5 separate regions of the Mus musculus genome follow, and regions 1, 2, 3 and 4 are each linked to region 5. Evidence: chromatin contacts called from public promoter capture Hi-C data. All regions are on one chromosome and are shown on one strand. The core of a region is the stretch at or near the end of the contact, and the rest is flanking DNA. Distances in the headings are between cores, read along the strand shown.

Region 1 (5,536 bases), core at 2,489-4,988, 760 kb after region 5:
ATTCTGTTTGTCAGCATTCTGTACTGATCAGTCTTTCTTAACTTTGTGTTGAATGTTCTAAACTGTGTGAGTTTGCTGTCTGTCTCCTGTAATGCTACTTACTCCCATTGTCATTCTGAAGAGCAAAATTGTATCTGGTTTATATTAATAGCAGTAAAACGGACGTAACAAACGTGCCCATCCCCTTCAAATAAAAAGCTTTGGTTCAAAGTAGTCCAGCAGGAAGCAGACAGGGCAGTGCAAGTAGGCGACTCTGCTCCAAGGGAACATGCGAGGACATAGGTTTCTTCCATTTCCATTCAATTTATAGACCACACCAAGTGACTTTTATTCATATTTTCAAGTACAGGTACCACTGATTCTAGGTCATAATTTGAACCATGAGAGACAAAGAATACTATGTATTTCCTCTCTTAAAATCAATAAAGCAAACATTAACTCCTGTTCATTTCCATTAACTAAAATTAAGTCTGATGATTAATTCTGGTTTCTGGAGTATGTAGCAAATTTAGCTTCTACTTTGTAGGTCACATAGAGCATAATGGTATACTTCTAAAAAAAGAAAAGAAAAGAAGTTTTCTTCTGGTCCACTAAGCAAAAAAAAAAAAAAAAAAGTATTTGAATACAACTACTTACAACCAAGTACTTACAAATCTTGGCTGTGGATATTTCAGGTCAACAAACTGTTCCATAGTAGGTGAGGAGATATTCTACTCATTGCAAATACTGAGCAGCATTCTCTGCCTTAAGCTCCTGGATGTCAGAAGCACCTCTCATCCAAGGCAAGACAACCAGAACATGGATCCAATCATTTCAAAAGGTGGAGGGATTGTGGTGGCAAACTTGTCCTAAGTGAGAAACAAGACTGTAGCTACCCAATGTTATCTTGGAGATTCTACTCTATGAACAGGGTTGATTTTATATCCTGTTCTTTAATCCTCACACATTAGCAGCTATAAAACATATCATTATCTGTGAGAGGAAAAGAAATATCTTCTTATGCATTACCAACTATCCAATATCTAGTCTTGCTTAGTTGAGACTTTCTATCTTTTCTGTTTAAAAGAAAAATATTGACTGAGCCAATAGCCAAATCTTTATTTTTCCTACACTTTGACCTTAAGGTTCTCTCACAGAAACTCCCAAAGGCTAATTATTTTTGTCTATGCATATCTCCTCTGCTATTCATTATTACTTATTAGAAGAAGAAAATGATGTGTCTTTCTGGAAATATCACACTCTAGCAGTTTATATTTCAGTTCAGATTTGTCACACCAACCCCATACAATCTGTGTGATAAGTTCCACAAACTGAGGTGAAAACTTCACACTTCATCTTAGCCAAAAGGCCTAGAAGTGATGAGGTGAAAACTTCAAAAGGAGGCCTCCTGGAACCTGTTGTGGAACTCTTGTCCAGAGTAAAATATTGAGCCGTCATTGTCATAGCAATTTATCTGTTTGTTTTCTCTTATTCCTTTTCTATTTACATGTTCCTGGTATCCTAGGCCAAGATCTTAAGTGAGAATAATGGATAAAGAAACAATGTCCCTTGAGATGGGGTGACTAAAATGACCAGTTTCAAGGGATCTGATACCCCTGGAGGTTGTTTCTGGGGAAACCAACAATTTACTTTATAAATCATTTACAAAACTATATAGTAGTATTATGATAAAAACCTTCCCAACAATAAAATTTCACATGGCTACAGTGTGTGTCATCAAAGATGGGATTTGGTATATGGTAAAGAAAGCCTTAAATAAAAAGAATTAAAATAGTTTAAATGTACTCATTGAAGATTTATAAAAAAAAAAATCAGACATTCAATGTTAAACAATAATTGACCATAAAGATTTATTAACCTGCTCTTGGAAATATGCCACTAGCTTTGGACTATGGCCCCACTGAATACATTCTTTCAGAGTTGTAACGCTTGGTTGATTTCTATTAATAATGGTGTTACCTGTTCTGTTTGTGATTCACTGAATACATCTTTTCAGAGTTGTAATGTTTGCTTGATTTTTGTGCTTTACTGTGCCAAATGATAATGATGGTATTCGTGATTGCTTCACTGAACAATCTTCTAATGGTTGTAACATTTTTTTCAATGTATGAAAACCACTGTTTAAGAGCTGTAAAATACACTCCGATTCAAACTGCTTCTGTGTTTCTTTTTGTTTGAAACTGCCAAATCCTTACCCACCAGACTTCAAAGACCCTCATTGTAGGGACTCCCATATCTGACTGGGGTGGTCTGTGGCACAGAACAGTTATTTGCAAGTAATATTGACTTCAGTAAAGTATCTTAGACAAAATAGGAAATTTCATCATCAAGCCACAGAATTGTCTTCCATTGTATATAAATTGTTAAGATATAAAATAAAATGCTTATGTTATAGCAGAGAAATTTCTGTACCTGTGAAATGTTAATTACAGATAGAGACTTGTATTTCCATATTATTTTACTAAAAAAATATAATAGTATACTAGTATTAATTTTATTTATTCTGTTAGATAAATTGAGGAGGCTAACAAAGAACTTGTAACAACCACATTTTATCAAGAATCTAGTCTCTTTTGCATATATCAATTTGTGAATTCTCCCTTTGAACTTTATATCTTAGAGAACTAGGTTTTAAAATATAACATACTTAGTTATTCCATTCCATTTCCCTCTCCTTCAATAAATCTTGAGGGTTCAATAGTCTAATTTTGAGATATCCTATAATCTCATTTCTTCAGCTGAAATAGATAAAAAAATATTTAGTACCCTAAAAGAATGTTTTGTCTTTCAAATGATGTTCTTGCGGTAAAATGCTAAATAAGGAAGGCAAAAATAGCAGTACATGCCTTTAAATGATTGGCAGAGAACACAATGTCAGTTTAAAGTATAGAGCACTGAAGGCCTGGAGAGATGGTCCAGTGGCTTAGAACACTTAATGCTCTGAAAAAGGACTTAAGTTTGATTATTAGAACCCATATGATGTCTCACAGCCACCTGTAATTCCAGTTTCAAGGGATCTGATACCCCTGGAGGTTGTGAACCAACATATGGCAACACAGATTCATATAAAAATAAAATAAATTGCAAAATATAGAGTACTAAAGAAGCATTCTTGGGGGAGGGGTTTAACCCCCTACATGTTTGGAAGAGTATTCAAATATAGTGATCTAAATGGCTACCCAGAAATTTGAGATTATATATCTGACTGAGTGAATCCATTTCAGAAAAAATAAGTTCAAAAACTATACCAAGGTCAAATTTGCCACACTCTCTGGTGGGGTCTGCTTGACAGGCTGAAAGTCTGCAAGCACTCAACAAGGAAAAGAGTTTCAAGGAAGCTCACCTCCAGGAGTTTTGGCATTCTCGTTTAACCATATACTCATACTCTATTGCCGCATTAGCCTGGTGTATGGATCTATGAGCTCTCTTTTAATATTTTATTATAAATGCCTTTTAAGATTAAATTCTGTTATAGTGTTCCAAGGTCCCAGTAGCCTGCAAGCTTGAAATCTGAGCTTGAAATCCGGCAGGACTATAGAAAGGAAGTTACCTATTCAGTTACTAATTAAGCATTACAAAGACAGTAGCTCAGAGCTGGTCTACAAAATACTTACCAAGGACAGTAGCAATTCTCACCCAAACTAGGGAACAATAGAGCTAGGGAATCCCACTGAGACAGAGATCTTCTCTACAGCTAGGTATAGAGCTTCACATTAGAAGCAAGTTGGTATATTCTTCTTTAGACCCAGGAAATAGGGTGTTGGGGGTATTGCAGTATTCTTGATAAGGTCTGCTAGTGCAGAACCCCTGATGGTGGGTTTAACAATAGACTAGTTTACACCTGGCCCCCTTCTTTTGCAGCAGCAGCCTGATCCCCACCTTCTTTTAATGTATTCATTCCTTTTGTATTGTGTCACTGTAACTTGGTGGATTGTATTTTGCCTGGTTTCTTGTTATTTCTTTAGTATAAAAAGTTTGATGCTCGACCCGAAGGAATACATCCAGATTCTACACAATCTCTCCTGTTGGTCTGTCTGTCATTTCTTCCGACACTTTGCCCACCTGCCCCAGAGACCTGTTCCAAGCAGACAAAGGGATCCAGAGGGTCTGCGGCACAAAATTTTGGTTTTTGCATATGTAGGTAAGGAAATATTCAAATAGTTTAGATGCAGAGTGTTTGAAAGAGTCAGTTGGAAAATACATGAAGGTTCCACAGCTCATGATGGATGCTCAAAAAACATGTACCTATCTCCTGTGAAGGCACAGTATCCATGGAACATCAGAGACCAAAGGCTAGACAAGTAAGTGAATCCCATTTATCTATGGATAGTAGTATGAAGCAGCATTTTATATACATATATACATATACATACACATACACATACATATATATATATACATACAGAAGAATGTGGTCCTCAAAGCATGGAAAACTGATATCAGTATCCAGTCAACCTTTTCTAGTAACTGAATATGACTACATACATCCCCATGGTAAATACAGATATCTAAATATCCAAATAAGCCATTCCTGACATATTTCAGCAAGTGGTTTTTAAGAGTATAAGATGAAAGTCTGAGTTTAGAATGTTGGGCACCATGAGAACTCAGGCAAACTCTGAATGTCAATCTCCAGTGAAGATATTCAATGCATTCTCTAAGAAAGAGATGGGCTGGAAAGTGATGCAAAGATGAGCACAACCCTGTGATGGTTTGCCCTTTGTGGGAGAAGGTTACAAAGTCATGCTGCCATAGTAACCACCTTTCAATCATGAAAGAAATGTATGTTGGTCCAAATGGATTTTGATAGAGCGAAGGTATTATCTTTATCTGTTGTGTCTATCACATGGCTGGTGGAGTTTCATACTTAGAAGCGTGGGGCCTTTATCTGCTGACTCCACTCTTTCTTTTGGAGAAGTATTGAAGCTTCTAATTCAGTTGAGGTTAAGTGTCAAAGATTACTCTCAGGGCCTCACTGATATGACTCTTGAGAATTTGGTGGGCACTTCCTCTGATGGTGGGTAGATGTGACTGACATTTGTGACAGAAGGATGACCTGCTTCGGGGTCACTCTGAAAATCCATTTTAATCTCTACAATAGTTGTTTCTGGAAAAATAGACTCTTGAGAATCGCCCAAAGTGTTACTAGAATTCAGGGATTCTAATTCAAGTAACCTGTTCAATAAAAATTGTCCAGTTGACTAAGGTGTTTAGTTAAGATACAAAACCACTTTTAAACAAAATGTCCTTATTTTCGTTGCCTAAGAATTACAGCTCGAACACTGATGTTGCCTTGGAATTTTCAAGAGAGACATAATCTAAAAACAATAATAAAATAAAATAAAACAACTTATTAACCACTCGGAATCTGATATTTGATAGTCCATGATCAAAAGCTTAGCTTTCCATTAACTGCCAGAGATTTCAGCAGTGAAGCCAGCAGATATACTTAAGATGCATGTGTCAGGGTGGGGGTGGGAGTTTCTCAACAGCAAATGGGGACCACACACCTGCATGAATCCTCACAGTTGTCAGA
Region 2 (5,309 bases), core at 2,249-4,748, 830 kb after region 5:
TCCTTCCTTCCTTCCTTCCTTCCTTCCTTTCTTTCTTCCTTTCTTTCTTTCTCTCTTATTTCAAATTGTTATCCCCTTTCCAGGTCTCCCCTCCAGAGCCATCCTATGTCATTCCCCTCTCCCCCTGCCTCTAGGAGGGTGCTGCACCACCAATCCCAGCTACTGCTGCCTTCCCACCCTGGCATTCTCTTACACTGGGGCCTCAAACTCCCTCAGGCCCAACAGTCGCTCCTCCCACTGATGTCCAACAAGGCCGTCCTCTGCCACATATGCAGCCAGAGCCATGGGTCCCTCCATGTGTACTCTTTGGCTGGTAGTCCAGTCTCCCCGAGCTGCGGGTGGGGGTGGGTTGGCCAGTTGGCACTGTTACTCTCCCTATGAAGCTGCAAATCCCTTCAGCTCCTTCAGTCCCTTCTTCAACCCTCCATGAGAGACCCTGCTCTCAGTCCAATAGTTGGCTGCAAGCATCCACCTCTATATTTATCAGGTTCTGGCAGATCCTCTCAGGAGACAGTCATATCAGGCTTCTGTCAGCAAGCACTTGCCAGCATCTGCAATAGCTTCCGGGTTTGGCGACTGTATATGGGATGGATCCCCAGGTGAGGCAGTCTCTGGATGGCCTTTCCTTCAGTCTCTGCTCCACACTTTGTCTCCATAGTTCGTCTGGTGAGCATTTTGTTACCCCTTAAGAAGCACTGAAGCATCCATATGGCTTGTGAATTGTATCTTGGATATTCCAAAGTTTGGGGCTAATATCTACTTATCAGTGAGTGCATACCATGTGTTTTCTTTTGTGATTGGGTTACCTCACTCAGGATATTTTCAAGTCCCATCCATTAGTCTGTGAATTTCATGAAATCATTGTTTTTAATAGCTGAGTAGTGTTCCATTGTGTAAATGTACCACATTTTCTGTATCCACTCCTCTGTTGAGGGACATCTGGGTTATTTCCAGCTTCTGGAACCTATTATAAATAAGGGTTCAATGAACATAGTGGAGCATGTGTCCTTGTTATATGTTGGAGTATCTTCAGGGCTGGAAGGTAGTGGTGGGGGCACACCCTCATAGAGGCACGGGGGAGGGGGGAAGGGATGGGATAGGGGGCTTCTTGGAGGGGAAAGGTGATAACATTTGAAATGTAAATAAAGAAAATATCCAATAAAAGAAAAAAAAGAACTGAAACATAAAAAAGAAAGGTAAACTGTGACACTCCTTGTGACATATAACAGTTTCAATAGGGAAATTTACTTAGTTTAGTTTAGGTTTGTTTAGGAGGGAGGATTCCATGGTGGAGGGCAGGTATGGAAAGGGAGGGCAGAGGAGTAGGACTTCACAAAAACAAACAAACCAATACTATAAGTTCAAAAAATCAAAAGCGTATAGCACTGCAGGTCCTTCATGTTTTCCAAAAGCTTGCGTCATGCAGAGCTGATTGGTCCATGGATTCCAGCACACTTTGTTCTGATTTCACAGTGTGGTTCTGCAATAGTTGTCATGATGGTTAAAAATAAACTACCAGCTCATATAGGAAGCATAGAGATCTTGTAATACAGGGATTTTTTTTAAAATCAGATTAAGAACTGAGGTCTAATCAGGCGAAGTCCCTGGAGAGAGTTGAAGGAAATAGGTCTAGGACTAGGTCCTAGGGGAAAGAAGGAAGATTGATTTCTACAAGTTACATTCCTTTTCCTGGACTCTGCTCTTCCCTTGAATACAGTGTTTCCCATGCTCAGTTCTCATGGAAAAACATTGCCAAAAATTAAAGCTAAATTTTTAAAAGAGGCTGGCTAGGCTTCCTTTTTTTTTTTTTTTTTTTTTTTTTTTTATCAATGACAACTGACTAAGCACATAACAAGAGACAGAAGATGCAATGTCCAAATAGAAGGAAAAATCAGCAAATCCTTTACAAAGATGCAAAGATTCTCCTACAGTTACATTCAATGCCTAGTGTCATAGACTGCTCAAAACAACAGCAGTGCACACTCCAGGGAAGCATGCAGATTTATGCTAAACAATGTGCTTCATTTTCCTTCTTCATCTGTCCCCGTACTTGCTCACATTCTTGCTTGCCAACAAAGACAACTAATTAGAGTGAGTTAAGGAACTCAGAACACAGCCTTCAAAGTATTTAATCTTTCCAGATAAAAGAAAATACAACTATGCTAAATTTTACTATCCCTTCATAGAAAGCACTTAAAAGTTTTTGTTTAGTTGTCTTGTTTTAAAATCATCTCTGTCAAAGGTAGAGTTATTTCTACATTTAACGTTCTTAGGTTCAAACATTTGACAAGCACTGCACCATCTACCAAGGTATCAGCATTTCAATTAACAAAGGCTGCAAGAGTCTATGTTGACACAGGACAAAGAGCAGATAGACTATCTAGTTAATCAACTACCCAGTAATCTCTACAAACAAGTGTGTTGCACCTGCTTTAACATTTATCCTCCAAGGAACACAGAAATAACAGGAAATGTAACAAATCTTTTAGCAAGCTTTCTCTCCTCTTCCCTATTCCTCTGTAAACTACTAAGGCTCTTCAAGGCCTCTTCCTGCTCAGCCATCCTCAGGTCTGACATTCCCTCACCATATCCCATTCTTAGCTCTTGTATTTAAAGTCTATTTTTATCCCTTCTCTGTTGTCCATCTTCAGTGGTCTTCACATATCTCAGGGCAGCTCACTCATTGAGTTTCAGTTCCAGTTTCAAGGTTTGTGTGTGTGTGTGTGTGTGTGTGTGTGTGTGTGTGTGTGTGTGTGTGTGAGAGAGAGAGAGAGAGAGAGAGAGACTGTGTTCACTTCTCAAGGAATTCACATCAGTAGTATCCACTGTCTTCTTGTGTTTCTCCACTTAAATTTCCTTTAGGTGACATTTTGTTGTTGTTATGGCTAAAGAGAATGAAGTCAAGGTTAGAAGGATTGGTCGCAAGAATCAGTAACTACAGGGCCACCAATGGAGCAAAGGTTTATAGGGAAGATGTCTGGTACTTTTAAAATTTTTATGAAGGAAGAGTCGGAATAAGATATTAAATTTGTCTTAGCAAACACAGGTTCTTTTCCTTCAGCGTTAGACTGTTATTTAACCTCTTTCTCATTCATTGGCTTCCTCTCCGGTGCTGTAATTTTCTCTCATTATTTACATAGGATGACTGCATATTTACTCTAGATGGGAAAGAAAATATATATTGAAAGACCTTTGTCATTGAACTAGCAACGAGGCTTTAATCTACTAAGAATAGTCTTTTAGTGCCCTAAATCTTTTTATCTTTCTGTGAATTACCACTTGGTGTGCCAAGGCCAAACATCAAAGGGGCCACAGACTTACCCAACAGTTAAGTGGGCTAGCTGCTTTGGGTGTTTCTGCTAATTGGTTGATAAAAGCCTCTCCAGAGCCAGAACTTCTGAGTGATCAGATGATAGAAGGCAGTGTGTACAGGAAGTCTCAGAAATTCCCATCCCCCTGCCCTTCCCCCACACCACTGTGCTGCTGTTGCCTCTGAAGCTGGACTGGAATGATGTGTGTCCCATGATTTCACATATTTGGCAGCACCTTGACAGGGTTGGCTTGCCTGCCTGCTTGCTTGTTTTGCTAAAGTTTGCTCTTCAGGATAAAACCTCACAAAGATCAATTTATGAGGGCTGAGAAGATTTATGTCCCTGGGTTCAGAAAATTGTTACCCGATCTGTATCATCCCTTCTGAAGATGCTAAAAAGAAAAGCTTTTTCCATGAGGACCAGTGCCTGTCCAAGCAGCTACCCTTCTTATTCATTCTTTATTGAACTTGCTTTGTGCCTTGATTTATGCCTGAAAATCAAAATCACAGTGCTTACTGTGTTAATAAAAGTCACCATAGCTGTTCCCAGGATCATCCTACTCCTATACAAACAATTCAAAGTAGATACATGCTGCAAATACCTCAGAAGCCACCTCAGAAGACTGAGACATACAACACACCACATCATAGCAAGAAAAAATAATTGCTGACACACGGAAAAATGCAGACTGACCTCAAAATCGTTATGCTGAGTGCATGAAATCTTACCTCAAAATACAGATTGTGTGATTCTCCTCACAGAGAATTCTAGTAATTGAAAATACAAAGAAATCAGAAAAGCATTTTCCACCCTGAATGAAAGTGGGCATTAATTAACCATGAAAAGAAAGGGGGCAGTTTCTGAGACCATTACAATATGGATGTTAATTAGGGCACATTCATTTGTTGTGACAGAACTTAATTCTGTGCATTCACAAGTATTTAAAACAAGTAAATAAAAATGTTTATTTTACTTACTTTAGTAAATAAAGGGCAGAGTAGGGTGGGGTGGGGCTATGGGAGGGTCTGAAGCATCCTATACACACTAAATCTAAATATTTAATTAATGATATACACAAAAGTATACAGAAAAGTTTTATTACTTTTGAAATGTATCACAAAATAAAATGTATTGAATTGATAATGTAGAAGAATAGGATGTATGTGTGTATGTGTGTGTGTTTGTGTGTGTATGTGTGTGTATGTGTGCATGAGTGCACATATGTACAGTAAATGAAATTAAATGCTAATGACAAATAAGTTTTCTGGTAGTTTTATACTGTAAAATAGTCTCATCATTGTGGCATGTTTGAAGGATTTGATAAAATAATAATGAGAAAATATGAGCACAGTTCTTGTTCTGGCTCATTTATAATTATTGAATCTTATTATATTTCCTAGAATTTGGGTTCATATAATACTTTTTGGCTTATAATAAGTTTATAATGAAAACACTTCCCCCATATCTCAGGAAAACAAGGAATATAGAAGTGGAAGTCTGTAGTGGAGAGATAGTTCAGTTGGAAAAGAGCTTGCCATCTACTTACAAGGACTCATGTTCTGATCTGCTTCACCCACACAAAAGCCTGGTACTGAGGTGATATTTGCAGCCTCAGCACTGCGTATGGGGATGTGCACGGACATAGGCCTATTCTCTATGCTCATTGGCCAGCCAGACCAGAGCTCTAGTTTAGAGCTAATTTCTTTTCTTTCTTACCTTTTTTTTTTTTAATTTCATCTCACTTTCTCTGCCTTTATACGTCCCAGAACACAAACCAAGAAATGGTGTTGACCACAATAACAAGTTTTCCTACATCAATCACTACAACCAAGAGAGTCCCCTAGAGACTGAAGCAAACTTTGTCTACCTGAACCCTCTAAAATTGACTTCCCAGGAGACTCTAGATTATGGCTGCTTGACAATGTAAACTGTCAAAGACCTTGTCTGAAAAAATAAAAAATAAGAAAAGACAATAAAGGGTGCTTTGTGTTTGTTTTT
Region 3 (6,202 bases), core at 3,589-6,088, 710 kb after region 5:
TTTGGCCAGACATGATGGCACATAACTGTGATAGGATCATTTTGGGAGGCAGAGTCACATAGTTATAGGTGAGGCCAATCTGATGAACACAGTAAGCCCCATATCAAGAAAAATAGCAAAAAAGAAAGAATGAAAAGAAGGAAGGAAGGAAGGAAGGAAGGAAGGAAGGAAGGGAGGGAGGGAGGGAGGGAGGGAGGGAGGGAGGGAGGGAGGGAGGAAGGAAGGAAGGAAGGAGAAAAGGTGGTTACTTTAAAATTGTCTTTTTAGAAAGCCAAGACAAATTGCAGGTTGCATATAGGGGAAATAATTTTATTTATTTTTAATTTTTAAAATAGTTTATTTTAAATTATATGGGTATGGTATTTCTGTGTGGGTGTATACACATTGGTAGGTACCTACGTAGGTCACAAAGTTCATCTAATTCTCTGGATCTAGAATTACAGGAGGTTGTGAATGACTCAACATGGATATTGGGAACTGGACACAGGTCCTCACAATGATATGTATGAATTAGGGTTTGTTTTGGTTTTGTGTTTACAGTTGTGTGGTTTTTGAAATTGAACTCATGTGTCTCTATTCATTTTTATATCATTGTCTCATTACATTTGTATTTAAAGTATTCTTTTGAGGCAGCTCAGCAATTAGGAGTACATATCATTATGATTTAATATATCACACCAGTATGGCCAAATCAAAAACACCAAATAAAGAAAACTAGAACTTAATAATGTAATATATAAGTACCAAAAATATATAACAAAATTGGATTGGCCAATTCATAATTTAAAAAAAAACTTGGAAATATGTGTTGAGCAATTTGGACTTAGCCTAGAAATTCAAATTTTGATAATGCATACAAAAATAAATGAATTCTAAACCATGTAAAAATTCTAAAACCCAAAGCTAATTTTCTCCTTTACTATAAAAAGTGATCAAATTCAAAACATATTATACTATTTCCTGGATTTTCCTAACTTGATGCAGACTTGATAAAAATGTCTATGGAGAAAACCAAATGAAATTATGCAAAGTAGTGAAAATTTGAATACTCCATTTTAAGAGTAAATTACAAAAGTATGTGTTACTAATTTCATTTCATATTATACTAAGGATCATACTTCACATACATGATGACAAAAATACAAAAGCCTCTGAAGTAAAAAAGGAAAAGTTAAACTTTTTCCAGTGGAATATGGTTATTTGTTCAGAAAAATTCTCAAGCAATATAAAGAGTGCATAGGTTTCTGTAATGCCAATTCCACATGCAAATATAAACTATCTTTATCATATTGATACTAGATGCAAATACTGGTCTTTCTGACTTTTCAATGGCACACACATACACTACATATATATGTAGTTTGTTTACTAACTGCCTAGCAACATAATATAGATGTTGGATATTTTATTGCTTGCAGACAGGCACAATTTCCTTTGCAAAGTTCTTCCTTGTATACCTACAATTTATAATTTTCCTGGTTTTTCCTAAGGAAATGCAAAGTGATCAGGGAAAGGTGCACTGAGGAAATTGTGCAACGGTTTGTAATAGACGCTTAAACAAACTGAAAACTGGACACTGGTGTGTTAAAGTATATTGGTTGTATTCACAATATACAAAGATCCGAGGAAACATCTAGGACAGAAAGAGTATTTGGTTATTTTTTATTACATATTTTCTTTATTTACATTTCAAATGTTATCCCCTTTCCTAGTTTCCCCTCTGAAAACCCCCTGTCCCTTCCCTCCTCCCCCTGCTCACAAACCGACTCTCTCCCGATTCCTGGGCCTGGCTTTCCCCTATACTGGGACATAGAACCTTCACAGGACAAGGGCTTCTCCTCCCATTGATGACCGACTAGGCCATCCTCTGCTACATATGCAGCTAGAGCCATGAGTCCCACCATGTGTTTTCTTTGGTTGGTGATTTAGTTCCAGGGAGCTCTGGGGGTACTTGTAAGTTCATATTGTTGTTCCTCCTATGAGGTTTTTGAGGCATACTATGTGTACCTACCTCTCCTTGATAATGCTGGGGAATCTTGGAGTGTCATGTGGACCAACACAGCATCAAAAACAGCAAAATGTTTTGTAAGTTTAGAATTTTGTCAACTCTGAGTACTTAGTAACTTAAGTTTTTCCTTTTTTTTCTAATAATTATTTTGTCTTAAAGTTTACACTCTGTTGTTGTTGTTGTTGTTGTTATCATTGCTTTTATTTTGTTACAGTCCAGCCCTTGCTCCTGGTCTGTCCTCCCACAGTTCCTCATCCTATTTTTCCTCCCCGATGTCTCCATTCCCCCCAACCCTACCACCAGGCCTCCCCACTCCTGGGGGCCTCAAGTCTCTCGAGGGTTAGGTGCATCTTCTTCCACTGAGGCCAGACCATGCAATCCTATACTGTGTATGTGTTGGGAGCTTCAGACCAACTCCTGTATGCTGCCTGGTTGGTGCCTCGGTGTCTGAAAGATCTCAGCGGTCCCAGGTTACTTGAGACTTCTGGTCTTCCTACAGGGTCCCTCCTCAGCTTCTTCCAGCCTTTCCCTAATTCAACCACAGGGGGTCCTGACTTCAGCCCAATGGTTGGAGGTAAGTATCTGCATCAGTCTCAGATGCTTGTTGTGTCTCTCAGAGGATAGCCATGCTAGGCTTCTGTTTATAAGAACACCATGGCATCATTAGTAGTGTCGGGCATTGGAGATGGATCCCAAGTTGGGCAGTTCACTGGACCTCCTTTCTCTTAGTCTTGTCTCCATTTTTGTCCCTGAAGGTCTCTTAGACAGGAACAATTCTGGGTCAGAGTTTTTGACTGTGGGATGACAATCCCATCCTTCCACTTGAAGCCCTGTCTTTGAACTGGAGGTGGACTCTATAAATTCCCTATCTCCATTGTTGTACATTGCATCTAAGGTCCCTCCCTTTGAGTACTTTGAGTCTTTCACCTCCCTGGTCTCTGATACTTTCTAAAGGGTCTCCTCACCTCCACCTGCCCCACGTTGCATATTTCCATTCATTCTGCTGGCCCTCAGGGCTTCTCTCCTGTATTCCTCCCCCATTCATGATCACGCCTCTCCTTTTCTTGCCCCCTCACCACTCCCACCTAGGTCCCTCCCTCTCTCTGGACCCATGATTATTTTCTCCCCCCTCCCAAGTGGGACTGAAGCATCCTTACATGAACACTTCTATTTGTTAACCTTCTTGAGTTCTGCAGATTAAAGTCTAGGTGTTCTGTAGTTTTTAGGCTAATATCTACTTATTAGTGAGAATATACCATGCATGTCCTTTCAAGTCTGAGTTACTTTACTCAGGATGATATTTTCTAGTTACATCCCTCTGCCTGTAAAACTTGCCTTGGAATGTTGAAGTTTATTTGCGTTCTCTCTCTCTCTCTCTCTCTCTCTCTCTCTCTCTCTCTCTCTCTCTCTCTCTGTGTGTGTGTGTGTGTGTGTGTGTGTGTGTGTGTACTAGAGATTGAACTCAAGAACTTGCAAGTACTAAACAAGTGGTTTATACTGAACAATTTTCCGCCCAATTTTAACTATTCCTTAATTACAAAAGTTTAAGGGGAAAGATAGGAAGAAATTCTAGTCAAATCAATTCTTTAAACATGTATATTAGTAAACAACATATTAACTAAAATAAATAAACAACAACAAAACCCTTTATGTTATGTTCCATACAAAATAAGTACTAGAATAAAATCTTGAAAAATGAATTGCAAGAAAGGTAGAGCTAACACACATTATGTTTTTCTAAAACAGAGCTTGTTGTAATAAACTGTAAAAATGTACTAATTGAAATATTTTATATCACAGTTAATTTGAGAAAGACCACAAGAACTAGACAAATATAGGTGAGCTATGATGTGCTCTGGTTATCTACCCACTACTCTCAGATGATCTTGTCATTCTTTCTACTAAGAAAATTACTTCATTTATTGAATGTATACATAGTCCCAGGCTTAGCTCAGGGTATGCTAACCACCCCAGCCTGGTTAATTAGTGACCTGGACACTCATCTTCTTTTAAAGTTTTCATACTCCCAGAAAACCTAACGTAGTCCATGCAGATTGTAGTCCAGAGAAGTGACTGCCTGTGGTCCCTGATGAACACTTCTTTACCCTTCTAGTTCTGACCAGATGTGACACTATTCCTAGGGAGATGTAAACAAATGTCTACTCACTCCAGATAGGGAACCAAAGGTAAGGCAGTGTACACACATGATAAAATTCAACTTCCTTTGTGAACCAACGAATATTTTTAAGAGCTGCTTACAGGAACATAGGTGAGAGGTTCCTTGCAAAAGTAGAAATGCCACAAGGGCAGTTACATCACTGGAGCCTACCCCAGTGTGGTTGACAGTGAGTGGACTAAGGTTGGGAACCTAAAGCTTTCTGAAACCTACAGGCACCCCAGCATGCAAAGCATTCTTTCCAAGTAACTCAGCTGACCTGGGGTTTCAGGAAAAGTAGCTAATCTTGCCTCTTCCAACCTGTTCTACTGCTCTCAACTGCTCTCAGTCAACTCAGACTTCTCTCACAGTGACTCCTTATTGCTTACTCATGGGTGGGAGGGAGAGATCCTAAGCTTAGGGAGTTTCTCTTTAGGATGGGATGTTTTATTTAACCTCAGGAATTCTGTTGTTTTACCTCCCCGAAAACAGCCTGTCTTAAAATACAATGTTGATCTCCCCTTTAACATTTTGTGTTTTATGAGCTTTCCTATGAGATGGAAAGTTTTCATTAAAGAAACTGTGACACAATACCCAGGTATTGTGTACTTGCCCAGGCAGACCCAGGGAGGAGTCTCACATTCACGCCCTTTCTTGGTTGCCACTGAGCTAGAATCACATCCAACACTCCAATCAAAAACTCAATTTGGAAACTCTGGAGGACTGACATACAAGCTCTTCATACTTTATCTAAAATCAACCATGCTTGAGCAATAGCAAAAACAGAGCCAAACTTTCACTCAACAAAGCGGCATAATATCTTGTATCAGACACACAATGAAAAAGTCTACAAGACCAGAGCACTCAACAAAACCAAAATCAAAGTGAATGGCTAAAACAATATGATGCCCCTCAATTGAGTCCTGTAGACATGTTCTCCAGGAATAACTACCCAGACAAACCTCAGGATATGAGTTTAAAAGTACAATCATAAACATAATCAACAGTTTAAAAAGAACATGAAAAAGAATGTCAGCAATGTAAAGAGTGTGGTAATTAAATCCCAAGTGAAATGTAAACAAATAAAAATAGAAGTCTGCCTGAGCCTAGACTATTTGTGCCATATGTGTCATCCAGAGCCAGCCAACACTGCACATCCTACACATCAGCCAAGATTGTTAAACTCTTTATGTACTATTCCCAATATACAGGATTGGCACTGACTGTACATCTTTCATATCAGTCTGAAATACAAACTCTGCTTGGCCCTAGTCACCTATCTTATGCACCAGCTCAACCTACTGAGATTACTTGTATCTAGCTCACTCATGGCATATCTAAATTCCAGGATTAGCCTAATTGCACATCCTGTGTGCTTGTTCAGTCTTGTGAATTTCCATAGGTCTAGCCCACCTGAACCATAGCCAACTGCCAAGCCTAACCTAAAATGTACATTTGTGTGGGGCCCTCAGTTGCCTCTCTGGCCTTTGCTCTGTGTAATGGTAACCAGATTTGGATACAGAGGTATCTTTTAGATCTCACAGAAATTTTAGTGCTGTAATTTTCAGTTTTAGGTCTTACATACTAGAAAAGTCAGAAATACATAGTAAGTGTATTGTGGCATAGGAGGAGGGATATCCTCATGGGCATACAACTCTAAGTCTTGCTCCAGCACTAAGAAATCAGCCACCAACAAGCTTGAGTATTAGGCGCTTGTGCCTCTGCCTGCCACCATTTAGGAACATAACACAGGTTCATGTACAAGAATCTGAAAAGCAATTATTATTTTTTTATGTTTGAAAAAATGTATTAAAACTTTATTATACACACTGGTTCTGGTTAGTTTTAATGTCATTATTTACTTGCAAGATCTTTATAATAAAGGTTATAAGGCTTTTATATAAAGAACTTGAAAATGAAAATCCAAGAAAAAAAGCTACAGCAATAGAAACCAGACCTAAATTCTACACATCTCAATGAATTTCTATACAGTGGGAATTAAGAAAAAATTAAAGACCCCGAAACAACAAAGTGGCCCA
Region 4 (5,288 bases), core at 2,737-5,236, 800 kb after region 5:
TTCATTCGAGATGCATCATTGTCTTGCCAGATTTTGGAAAAGTGATGCCAACAAACCAGAAAAGAAAATGGATGGACCTGGAGGGCATCATCCTGAGTGAGGTAACACATTCACAAAGGAACTCACACAATATGTACTCACTGATAAGTGGATATTAGCCCAAAACCTAGGATACCCAAGATATAAGATACAATTTGCTAAACACATGAAACTCAAGAAAAATGAAGACTGAAGTGTGGACACTATGCCCCTCCTTAGAAGTGGGAACAAAACACCCATGGAAGGAGTTACAGGGACAAAGTTTGGAGCTGAGATGAAAGGATGGACCATGTAGAGACTGCCATATCTAGGGATCCACCCCATAATCAGCTTCCAAATGCTGACACCATTGCATACACTAGCAAGATTTTATCGAAAGGACCCAGATGTAGCTGTCTCTTGTGAGACTATGCCGGGGCCTAGCAAACACAGAAGTGGATGCTCACAGTCAGCTATTGGATGGATCACAGGGCTCCCAATGGAGGAGCTAGAGAAAGTACCCAAGGAGCTAAAGGGATCTGCAACCCTATAGGTGGAACACCATTATGAACTAATCAGTACCCCGGAGCTCTTGACTCTAGCTGCATATGTATCAAAAGATGGCCTAGTCGGCCATCACTGGAAAGAGAGGCCCATTGGACCGCAAACTGTATATGCCCCAGTACAGGGGAATGCCAGGGCCAAAAAAAAAAAATGGAAATGAGTGGGTAGGGAAGTGGGGGGGAGGGTATGGGGGACTTTTGGGATAGCATTGGAAATGTAATTGAGGAAAATATGTAATAAAAATATTAATTAAAAAAAAAGAAAATGCGGGAAGTCCAGAGGACCTACAGAGACTGCATGCTGTTGCCTGAGATGGAGGAGCAGAACTGTGATTGCATTTTCAGTTCTTTGATAAGTGTCATGTGTAGAGCAGCCCCAATGCCTGAGTGACAGGAGGAAGCCTCCAGTCCATTTAACAAACATGGCTGGCAATTCTCAAGAGGGAAGCAGAAGTGAGGCTTACCAGAGGTTTCTGCTTTTGTCCAGCTACTGTGAAGCTGAGGATAAGGCTTTAGCAAAGCCACGTGATAGAGGAACCTAGGGAAATGTGAAGTGAACTGGGAAATATAGATGCTATGTATTGTGAGTGTGAATGGATCAAAGACAGCTGACGCTGTGGTGACAGGTGTCCAGGGAGTAGTCCTGTCCCCTCAAAGTTAGCAGTGGAATGGGTGCTGTTGGATGCAAATCAGCACAGATGTGCAACTTGGATAGTGACCTGCAGGATGTAGAAGTAGTACTGATACTTCCTGTAACATCACTAAGGTTGTGTACCACAAGGGGAACAAATATGCAAGTGAAGGTTTTACTTAATTTTTGGCTGCCCTTTTTACCTTTAAAAGCAACAGTTGTATTTCTCAGGAGCTAAATGGCTTTCATTTTCTTCTTTATCCATCAGGTTTATCATCTGTTTCACAATGACACAGACATAATTAGAGCGATCCCACTTTACAAAGTTGCTCCATCTCTGAAACTATTGTATAACCAATGCTTACAAAACCCAAGGCTCAATTCAGTAGAACAGAGCTGACATTTCCATTAAGGATCCACAGTGGTGTACATGCATAAATACAATATCCCACTTACTGTCTCTTTCTGGTTCATATTGTAAATTTGACAAAGGAGGAGACTTTTGAAGTACTTGCACTTTTAAAACTCAGATAAGTAAAATGCATATAAAGGGAATTTACAATGTACATTGTCAGATGTATTTGTGTGGTGTGTGTGTGTGCACGTGCATGTGCATATGTGTTTGTCTGTGTGTCTGTTCATGTGTGAAATTGCAAGCTTGAACTTTAAACTGTCTCTTGACTTTTGGCTTTGCTTTCATTTGCAATGTTTACAGTGTATTGGTAAGATGACCCATGTCGGTACTACAGCATCCTACTCTTCATACTAACTTGCAGGTAAGTTAGTCATGAGAAAAATGAAACCGCCAATATGCTTTTCAACCCAAAACTCAGAGGGGTGTTTAAAATGCAGCAGCTATCGTCTAAGTAGCATAGAAAAGATGGCTACCTTTTTTGTTGCTGCCCTTCAAAATAAATGAGATTATGCTTTTCTAATTTATTGTCATAGTTTTCATCTTATTGAATTTCTGAGAAATCTGAGACATTAAAAGTCTAAATTGAAAATCCAGGTCATGTTACTAGCCCCATGCAGAGCCATGTACAGACAGAGTTCATCATTTGTGTTTAAGAAAGAAACCCCTAGAGATACTTTTCTACTTATACCATATATGGAGTGGCAGTGTGACCCTTGGTTTTACTATGTTCATCCATCTGCATTGGACACATATGGAACAACAACAACAACAACAACAACAAAAAAAAAACAGTAAGATGCTGAATGAAGGAGATGTGACAGACACCCAGGAGCCAGACTCTCTGATGCCCTTCACTCTGGCTGATGTAGCAAGCACCGTCTTCTCACCTTTTTTTATACATGTTCAGCACTGTTAAAGTCTTTCCACAGGAAGATCTATAATCTGATAAACAAAGATTAATAAAGTCTTTCTTCTTCTAGACAAATATTATTGCTGCAAGGACATCTTGAGAGAATGCATGCTTTAGCTTCTACAATTTCCTGCACTGTCTCAAGACAGAAGCACATAACTAGACTCTTGTGAAGAACTACCCTCCTCCATCACTCCATAAAATATGGGAGGTGGGTGGCAGAAAGGACTTTTTGTCAGATGGTTTATGGAATGGAGTGTGAGCACACATAAACCCAGACAGACATACAAACATGTACTTGTTTACCCAGGTTAAAATTCTCAACCTTCTGAAGTCTGCCATTCATTAGGAGACATTTCATTATTCATAGACTGGTTACAAAATATGCATGTATTTTCCAGGAAATGTAAGTAGAAAAAGGCATGCCGTTGGCGTTAAAGAAAACCCTATCTGTGTAGAGGACATTGGATCTTTATTCAAAATAAATTGGTGCCTCCAGAAATATGACTCCTGTCTAGGTGCCAAAGCTGGGCAGCAGCTGCCTTGCCTGCTATGTAAACAACTACCTGGAGACAAGATAGCAAACACGTTGAGTTCTTGGATCCATTTTAGAAATGTACATATTTGTACACATGTATTTCCTTAAGAGTTTTATTTTATTATTTTAAAATCTTCCTAAATGTATTGAAATATTGCCGTTTTAGCATAAGCATGCCTGAGAAAGACCAGTTTGCAGCTTTTATGGTGCTTCCCTTCTGTATACAGTGAGTGGTTTGTAAGAAGACTGAATACTCAATAGCTTGTTTTTTGGGACTTCAGAGAAATATTTGACATCATTTTCATGGTACACTTTGACTTTTAGTTTGAGAATGGGGTTTACTAAAGTAGTCCAGACTTATCACAAGCAGAGATTCTTGTAACTAAAGATTTTGCAGCTTAACAATGCTATAAGATTGTTCTTTAAGACCTCCAAATCCTTGATTTTCTTTCTATAACATGGAAAGATAAAACTAAAAATTTAAGAATTGGAAATTTAGCTGTATATAACTAGTTCTCCCTTAAAGAGCACAAGAAAAATTAATGAAATTTGTTCTTGTGATTCCTGAACTCACATATTATCAACAACAAAGTATGGGGCAGCCTTTCCAATCTCACTGTTTAACTCCACAGTGCACATGATGTCCTCATAAACATAAGAGATATAAGTTGTCAGTATGACATCCTATTTCATGATAGGATTCACAGTGTCCATCAGTCCTCAAGAAATACAGCCAATTATGCAATCATTATGTTAATAATTGTTAATTCCAAAAAAACCTAAAAATTATTAACTAACAAAACAGAGAACTAAGCATAAAGTTGTTTATTCTGACTAATGTCAAAAGCCCATGCATGTAAAATAAAGAGACCTTCTGTGCAAGTAACAATAATTAACTACACATAAAGGTGTGGTCAATTTCAGTTCCAGCTTGAAGATGAGAACAGTTTGAACTGCTCTTGGTCTAGGCCTCCCTCCACACCCCACACATCTGGGACATTCTTATGTAAGCAGGCAGCAAATCATCTTAGATCACAGTACCCGTAGTCTACCTTCTGGAAAGAAGATGTAGAGAGACATTTTGTGACCCTGGCAATGTACCAACCTTGTCAAAAGCCCATTGGCTCCAGACATTCACCATAGGATCAGTCATGAAGTGGCTGGATGTTTTCTTAAGTCCCACTACAATGACAAGAAATTCAGAACATTCTTGTAAGACATCATAAGCTGAAAGAAATTCTAATGTAACTGTGCCACTCCTCTGTGGACTAGACACTGAATTTCCCTAGTTGGATCTTGCTGACTTTCAGAAACTCAATGTAAAATTCACCATAATTCCCAGTAGGGCTCATCAATTTTATTGTTCTGATCTAATTATTTGGATGGAATATGCCAGCAAAGCTTTTCAGTTGTAGTAACTGAAAATGTCTATGATGTTTTTAACTTATTAGAGAATTTCTGTTTTTAAATAACAATGAGTCTACAAGTTGGTTTAGTACCATGAAAGTGTAATACAAGCTTCTCTTACCATGCTATTCCAGCTGACCATTTTATTATTTTTATATTTCCATGTCATTATTTCATATCCCAACAGGATGACTGAAACTCCAAGACTCATAACCAGAAATAAACCAGATAATATGAGCATAAGAGACAGGGAAAGAGAAGCCCCTCCTCATATGTTCATCCCTAATAAAAGATAGCCAGACAAATGAGGTAAGTTGGGAATCAGGTAAATTATTAATAATAGGGGCTTGCTATTTGAAATGAATATGTTGTCTTTTTTTTTTTGTAAGATAGAGGAGTTTAAAAGAACTGCATAAGCTAACTTTTCTTTTAGTTCCTTCAATCTATTTTATACTCTGAGATTTGAGCCAATGCCCCTTGTTAATTTTAAATGCTATTACTTTAGTATTCATGTGGTTATGATATACAATCTCCAAATCATTATTTTATACTAAGCAGTAATATATGTGAGAAAAACATAAATAAGAACTGTTAGCATTTTGTCTAAGCCCCACCCCCCAGTTACCTGGCAATGGCTTACCTGCTTGGTAAGGGGCTGCTTGCCCCCTCTGCTCTCACTTGCTCTTGTCTTCTTGCTCCTACTCTCTCCTCTTGCCCCCTCCCACATCTCTCCCCATTCCCTTCACCCCCTCTCTCTATGGCCTCTGCTCTCTCTTTCGCCCCCTTTCTCTGCCTCTACTACCCTA
Region 5 (5,385 bases), core at 160-2,659:
TTAACTCTCTTGTTTGACCAAGAGCCTTTTACACTTTTATATACATTTTAAAAATATTTTTATAAATATAAAAATAGTACATGTGCAATTTAGAAAACTTTGCACCAGTAAATAGATAAAAATTATATATATTTTTCACATTGCATTTATGAATGTACTTCTTTATATGATCAATTTTTGTAACATTGTATTATTTAATATGTGTTTTATTTATTTGGCTTAACCTTCCAAAATACTTTTACAGCTGTAATAACCCACTAGAAAAAAAGGTCAAATTTCTTTCTAGCATGTCTGCAAGTCCTTGCCAATAAGGACACATGGGCCTTTTCAGAGCCAACTAATGACCGGGAGGACAGTAAACTGACCAGCTGGGAGGGCTGAGTCTCTGACTTTGCAGGCATAACACTGTCTGCTCTTTCTCTGCTTGGAAACACCCCTCTGCTTACTGACACAGTGATGGGGAGCATGGCCAAGGAAGAATTCTGCTTCTCTTGTTAGAAAATATCTTTAACCCGCACGTGGCGAAGGCTCAGTGATCCCTCCCAACCTGGAGCTGTTATGAATGAGTTTAACCCAAATTAAGATTTACTAATGATTACTTCTATGCCTACACTGTCACTGTTACATCACTGAATATTTTTGAATACTCTCTGCGTGATGATTAAAAAGCAGATGAGCTTGCTATTATTAGATAAACAAAGATGGTACAAGGTAGCTGGGAAACAGAAGAGACTATATGCACCTTAAGAGTTAGTTATAAGAGAAGAGAGCCGTAAATGAATACCACATGAGTTCCCGTACACTTAAGCCTCAAACTGTATTTAACAAAAGAGTTGGCAATACCTGAGCTCTTCTGTCTTGCTTTTGAATCCTCTTGTAACATAAGCAGAGACAGGAAATCTTCTGAGGAGAGCCTTCACCTGATTGAAGGAACGTTCTTTGCTTCCAACGGGAGCAAAAGGCTTAGTAGGCTTAGTCTTCACTAGCTGGGGGACTGACTCTTCAGAGAACTGGAGGCGCTTCTGTTATTTTAATGGTATCATACATTTCCAAACTAACCAAAGCTTTCCTTTATCTGATTGCTGCTGCTGCTGCTGCTGCTGGAATGCTCTTCCTTCTCCCTCAATAGTATAGGTTAGTTAGTTCTCAAACTCACCTAAACTTACAAGTACTAATCGATCACTCCTTCTTTCCGACGTCCCAGGCGTTTCTCCTCAAATTGCTTGCTTTGCACAAACACGTCATCAGTGTTTATGAAAGCGTCCCAGGCTACATATAATCCTTCCCGCTCCTTTTGCCTGGCTTCAGTCACTGAAGCGATGTTCCCTTGGTCGCTGCTTTTGTCCCAACTCCCCTCCAGTACTTTCCTTTTCCTGGACCCTTCTGCCCATCCCACCCTCTGTCTCGCCCTGAACCCCAGCTCCCACATCTACCAGACTCTCTGGGTCCCTTCACTTCCCGAGGGGATTAGCAGCCGCTCACCTCTGCCTTGGGCCAATGGAATTGCACCGCCTTTGGGGTCTGCTCAGCCTCTAGGGGTCTTCACTCGGGAGGAGGGCGGGGCAGGTGACGCAGCTATAGCCTCGGCTTCTGGGAATGGGCGGGCCATCGACCCGGGACCACCAGCGCCAACCCAGGCTCGCCTGCGAGTTTGCTCCTCCTGTGCTGGTAAGCCCTGGGCTTTTCCTGTCTGGTGGCAGGCTCTGTGGCCCGGGCTGGCTCAGGGGCTACAAATTCTTTCCTTTCGTGACCTCTCCCATCTCCTAACAGGGGGAGGGGGAACCTAGACATAAAAATAGGAGAGGTACTATTGCAGGGAAGGAAAAGGATTAAGCTTGGGTGGGTGAGTGAGCAGATGATGCCCAGGAGAAGGTAAAGGTGTGTGTGTGTGTGTGTGTGTGTGTGTGTGTGTGTGTGTGTGTGTGTGTGTGTGTGTGTGTTGGGGGCGGGGCAGAGGGGGCTGGGGCTGGTAGTGGTGCCAAATATGCTGACAGCATGTGATATACTTGAATAAAAAAACATGTCATAGACCCCGTAAGTCTTCACAATGAATATATGCTAATGATGGTGGTAACAACAACAGCAATAACATTCAAAGACGCTTCAATCACTGTGGTTTGTCCTGGGTTTGTGACTCCCCTTCTGTTTGCAAGTTGAGATAGCAGTGAAGTGAGGTGTCTGACTTTCTTTTTTTTTTTTTTTTTTTTTTTTTTTCCATTTTTTATTAGGTATTTAACTCATTTACATTTCCAATGCTATACCAAAAGTCCCCCATATCCACCCACCCCCACTCCCCTGCCCACCCACTCCCCCTTTTTGGCCCTGGTATTCCCCTGTACTGGGGCATATAAAGTTTGCAAGTCCAATGGGCCTCTCTTTCCAGTGATGGCCGATTAGGCCATCTTTTGATATATATGCAGCTAGAGTCAAGAGCTCCGGGGTACTGGTTAGCTCATAATGTTGTTCCACCTATAGGGTTGCAGATCCCTTTAGCTCCTTGGCTACTTTCTCTAGCTCCTCCATGTGGTACATCTACACAATGGTGTCTGACTTTCGAATGTACTCTTCCGCCCTGGGAGAGGCACCTATCCTCTTCCTCTTTGTTGGTTATCTATGTTTGAGGTGTACAATATGAAATTATCAGCTACATGAAGATAAAACAAACGTATCTATCACTTTATTCTCTCTATGTAAGTGTGTGTGTTAGTAAGATACACTCGTTTGCTGTGTATCTTAAATAGAATTATTAAATACAGTCCTCATATTATACATTAAGTCTCTGGATTACTTCACTCTGTAGTTGTTGCTTTGTGTCCTCTAATCTACAAGTATCCTTCGCCATCCCCACTTGCATAAACCATCTTTGTCTATATTCTGCATATTTGACTATTAAGGAAAAACACCCCACAATGAGAACATATAATACTTTTTCTGCATATGGCTTAGTTCATTTGCCGTGATAATTTTTATGGGTTTGTTGTCGTTGTTGTTTGTTGTGGTGAGGGTTATGACATCCTTTTGTAAGGTTGGATGTTATCCTGATACATCCTGTTCCTCTAGCAGGCTTCCACCGTTTGAGAAATGTGACTAAAATGACTGTTTAATCCCTGTGGTTGAAGCACATGTGAGTGAGCCTTTGATGAGCATTTGGGATAAATGTTTTGAGGCAGATGTTCTGAAGATGTGCTCCTGGAGCAAGTAAGTTCTTAAGCTCCATCTCTCAGGCCCACCATACAGACCATCCTAGGGCAGGGGCCTAGGGATCTTTGTGTTAACAAAATTTCTAAAGGTTTTTAATTGATGGATTATGAAAATAATTTATAAATGCAGATGATATTTATGGAAGATTTACTCTGTGACAAGTATCATAAGCTTTTTTTTTTAAAGTCAGTTTATTTCCACATTATAATAGCATCCATGAGCATACATGGAACACATTCATGCTGCTCTCACTTTATATGCTTACTTCATCAGAATATGTCTAATTGACTCTTCTAAAAAGACTTGTGAAGAAAAATGACTCATCTCAGGTAATGCGTCTTGTAAGTAGAAACAGTACAGTTGATTCAAACCCACGTGACTGGGCTCCACAGAATGAATGGAGCTGCCAAAGCTGAGGTGGCCTGGCTTGGGTACAAATTAGTAATATTCCATATCCAGTTGCTAATCACCAAGTGATTTCTAGTCATTAATGATCAAGGTAGAATTAAAGAGTCAAGCAGTCAGAGTTAGCACTAACCCTGGAGACCTGTGTGGCACGAACAAGGTCCTTAGCACTGCAGAGACAACCATATTCTTAAGATGTCCGCATGTGGACACTTGCCTTGGAAATATGGCATCTAGTATGTTCTGGGCAGCTACAGCTTGTCATTCTTCCAAAGCTCCTTCCAGACTAACGTCATAGCTCTGTATTCGGTAGGTTATTTCTAACCAAGGTCGAGCCTTCCAGACCTCAGCTCCAGCAAACCACAGAGAGATGATTGCAGTGTGTTAGAGTACGTATTTTCCCAGGATCGCTACTCAGGATCATTTTACTTCTAGATGTTTCAAATATTCCTTTCCCACCTCTTATATAACCTATAAGACCTATTAGAAAGCCAGCACATATTTTATACCTATTCTAGCTCAGTTTCTCCTATTTATTATGTCAGTAAATCACATTTACATTTAGATCCTATGCATACCAAAGTCTTTTTAGAAGAGTCAATTAGACATATTCTGATGAAGTAAGCATTAAAATTATGCCTACTTGGGGGGTTAAATTGCTTTAGGAAAAGGGATGCCAGAACACATACTGAATTACTTTCAAAACTGAAAGGCCATCCTCTTAAGCCTTGTATCTTCCAGCCTCCACAAGCTTGTTGACATTTCTACCATAAAATTAAGAGTCCATAGAACATCAAAGGTTAATAGCATGACCATGCTCTTTGGTCACATACTTTACAACACAATTTGTATTTTAAGATTATTAACAAGTCAGACTCATGTTTCAGTGCAGCTTAATGGTCACACTCCATGTGTGAAGTGCAAGGATAGTAACTGCTCTGTGTAGGAAGCTGGTGAAGTTAAGTGTCTGATCTGCCAAAGTCTCAGAGCTGCACATGGGGAACTGGAGTTAATATGAATCCTTAAGACTCAGTTTCCTGGACTGTGGTCTTTTCCCAATGTGTCAGGATACTTTGTCACCTTGATTAACTACTTCTTCCTACAGTTCACTTATTATTTTCTTCCGGTAATCCACTGAAACAAGATTCACTCATAAGCCAAACAGCACTGGCAAATTTCCATCTTAATATTATACACACAAAAAGCTATGTGTCTTCTTCCCTTTTAAATCACTCCATAGACAAATAGCCACTTATCAGTGAGTGCATACCATGAGTGTTCTTTTGTGATTGGGTTACCTCACTCAAGATCCTCCAGATCCATCCATTTGCCTAAGAATTTTATGAAGTCGTTGTTTTTAATAGTTGAGTAGTATTCCATTGTATAAATGTACCACATTTTCTGTACCCATTCCTCTGTTGAGGGGCATCTGGGTTGTTTCCAGATTCTGGCTGTTACAAATAAGGCTTCTATGAACATAGTGGAGCATGTGTCCTTATTACATGTTGGAACATCTGCCTATATGCCTAGGAGTGGTATAGCTGGGTCCTCAGGTAGTACTATGCCCAATTTTCTGAGGAACCGCCAGACTGATTTCCAGAGTGGTTGTTCCAGCTTGTAATCCCACCAGCAATGGAGGAGTGTTCCTCTTTCTCCACATCCTCACCAGCATCTGCTGTCACCTGAATTTTTGACCTTAGCCATTCTGACTGGTGTGAGGTGGAATCTCAGGATTGTTTTGATTTGCAATTCCCTGATGACCAAGGATGTTGAACATTT

Evidence for each region. Promoter capture Hi-C pulls out the DNA fragments that hold promoters and counts their contacts.
Region 1: a promoter capture Hi-C map of embryonic stem cells shows a contact between it and region 5, with 5 times the contacts expected there. The contact joins the enhancer-like site here to the promoter of Igsf10 in region 5. A contact is called at or near these places in 12 of 39 promoter capture datasets (the 3T3-L1 cell line, the C10 cell line, cranial neural crest and 7 more), 2 of 484 Hi-C or Micro-C datasets (embryonic fibroblasts and embryonic stem cells) and 2 of 9 other capture datasets (adipose tissue and liver).
Region 2: a promoter capture Hi-C map of liver shows a contact between it and region 5, with 2.1 times the contacts expected there. The contact joins the enhancer-like site here to the promoter of Igsf10 in region 5. A contact is called at or near these places in 2 of 39 promoter capture datasets (hippocampal neurons and liver) and 2 of 9 other capture datasets (adipose tissue and liver).
Region 3: a contact with region 5 is called in a promoter capture Hi-C map of liver, with 3 times the contacts expected there. The contact joins the enhancer-like site here to the promoter of Igsf10 in region 5. A contact is called at or near these places in 7 of 39 promoter capture datasets (the 3T3-L1 cell line, cranial neural crest, embryonic stem cells and 4 more).
Region 4: a contact with region 5 is called in a promoter capture Hi-C map of liver, with 2.6 times the contacts expected there. The contact joins the enhancer-like site here to the promoter of Igsf10 in region 5. A contact is called at or near these places in 4 of 39 promoter capture datasets (hippocampal neurons, liver and stem cell-derived epiblast-like cells) and 1 of 9 other capture datasets (adipose tissue).

The regions. Positions count from the first base shown.
Region 1 is chr3:60,103,018-60,108,553 of GRCm38.p6, forward strand. No RefSeq gene overlaps it. Among named protein-coding and RNA genes, the nearest start is that of Gm24382, 22 kb to the right of the region's middle. Within about 2 kb of position 3,739, at least 5 of the 459 cell types and tissues checked have an H3K27ac peak or open chromatin away from gene starts, as enhancers often do. A contact at or near this core is called in embryonic stem cells and stem cell-derived epiblast-like cells, where this site is marked.
Region 2 is chr3:60,166,348-60,171,656 of GRCm38.p6, forward strand. No RefSeq gene overlaps it. Among named protein-coding and RNA genes, the nearest start is that of Gm24382, 41 kb to the left of the region's middle. Within about 2 kb of position 3,499, at least 35 of the 459 cell types and tissues checked have an H3K27ac peak or open chromatin away from gene starts, as enhancers often do. A contact at or near this core is called in adipose tissue and liver, where this site is marked.
Region 3 is chr3:60,049,258-60,055,459 of GRCm38.p6, forward strand. No RefSeq gene overlaps it. Among named protein-coding and RNA genes, the nearest start is that of Aadac, 21 kb to the left of the region's middle. Within about 2 kb of position 4,839, at least 16 of the 459 cell types and tissues checked have an H3K27ac peak or open chromatin away from gene starts, as enhancers often do. A contact at or near this core is called in liver, where this site is marked.
Region 4 is chr3:60,137,490-60,142,777 of GRCm38.p6, forward strand. No RefSeq gene overlaps it. Among named protein-coding and RNA genes, the nearest start is that of Gm24382, 12 kb to the left of the region's middle. Within about 2 kb of position 3,987, at least 8 of the 459 cell types and tissues checked have an H3K27ac peak or open chromatin away from gene starts, as enhancers often do. A contact at or near this core is called in liver, where this site is marked.
Region 5 is chr3:59,342,847-59,348,231 of GRCm38.p6, forward strand. It overlaps Igsf10 (immunoglobulin superfamily, member 10), which reads right to left and starts at 1,410. Exons shown (of 7, transcript NM_001162884.1): 1 at 844-1,410.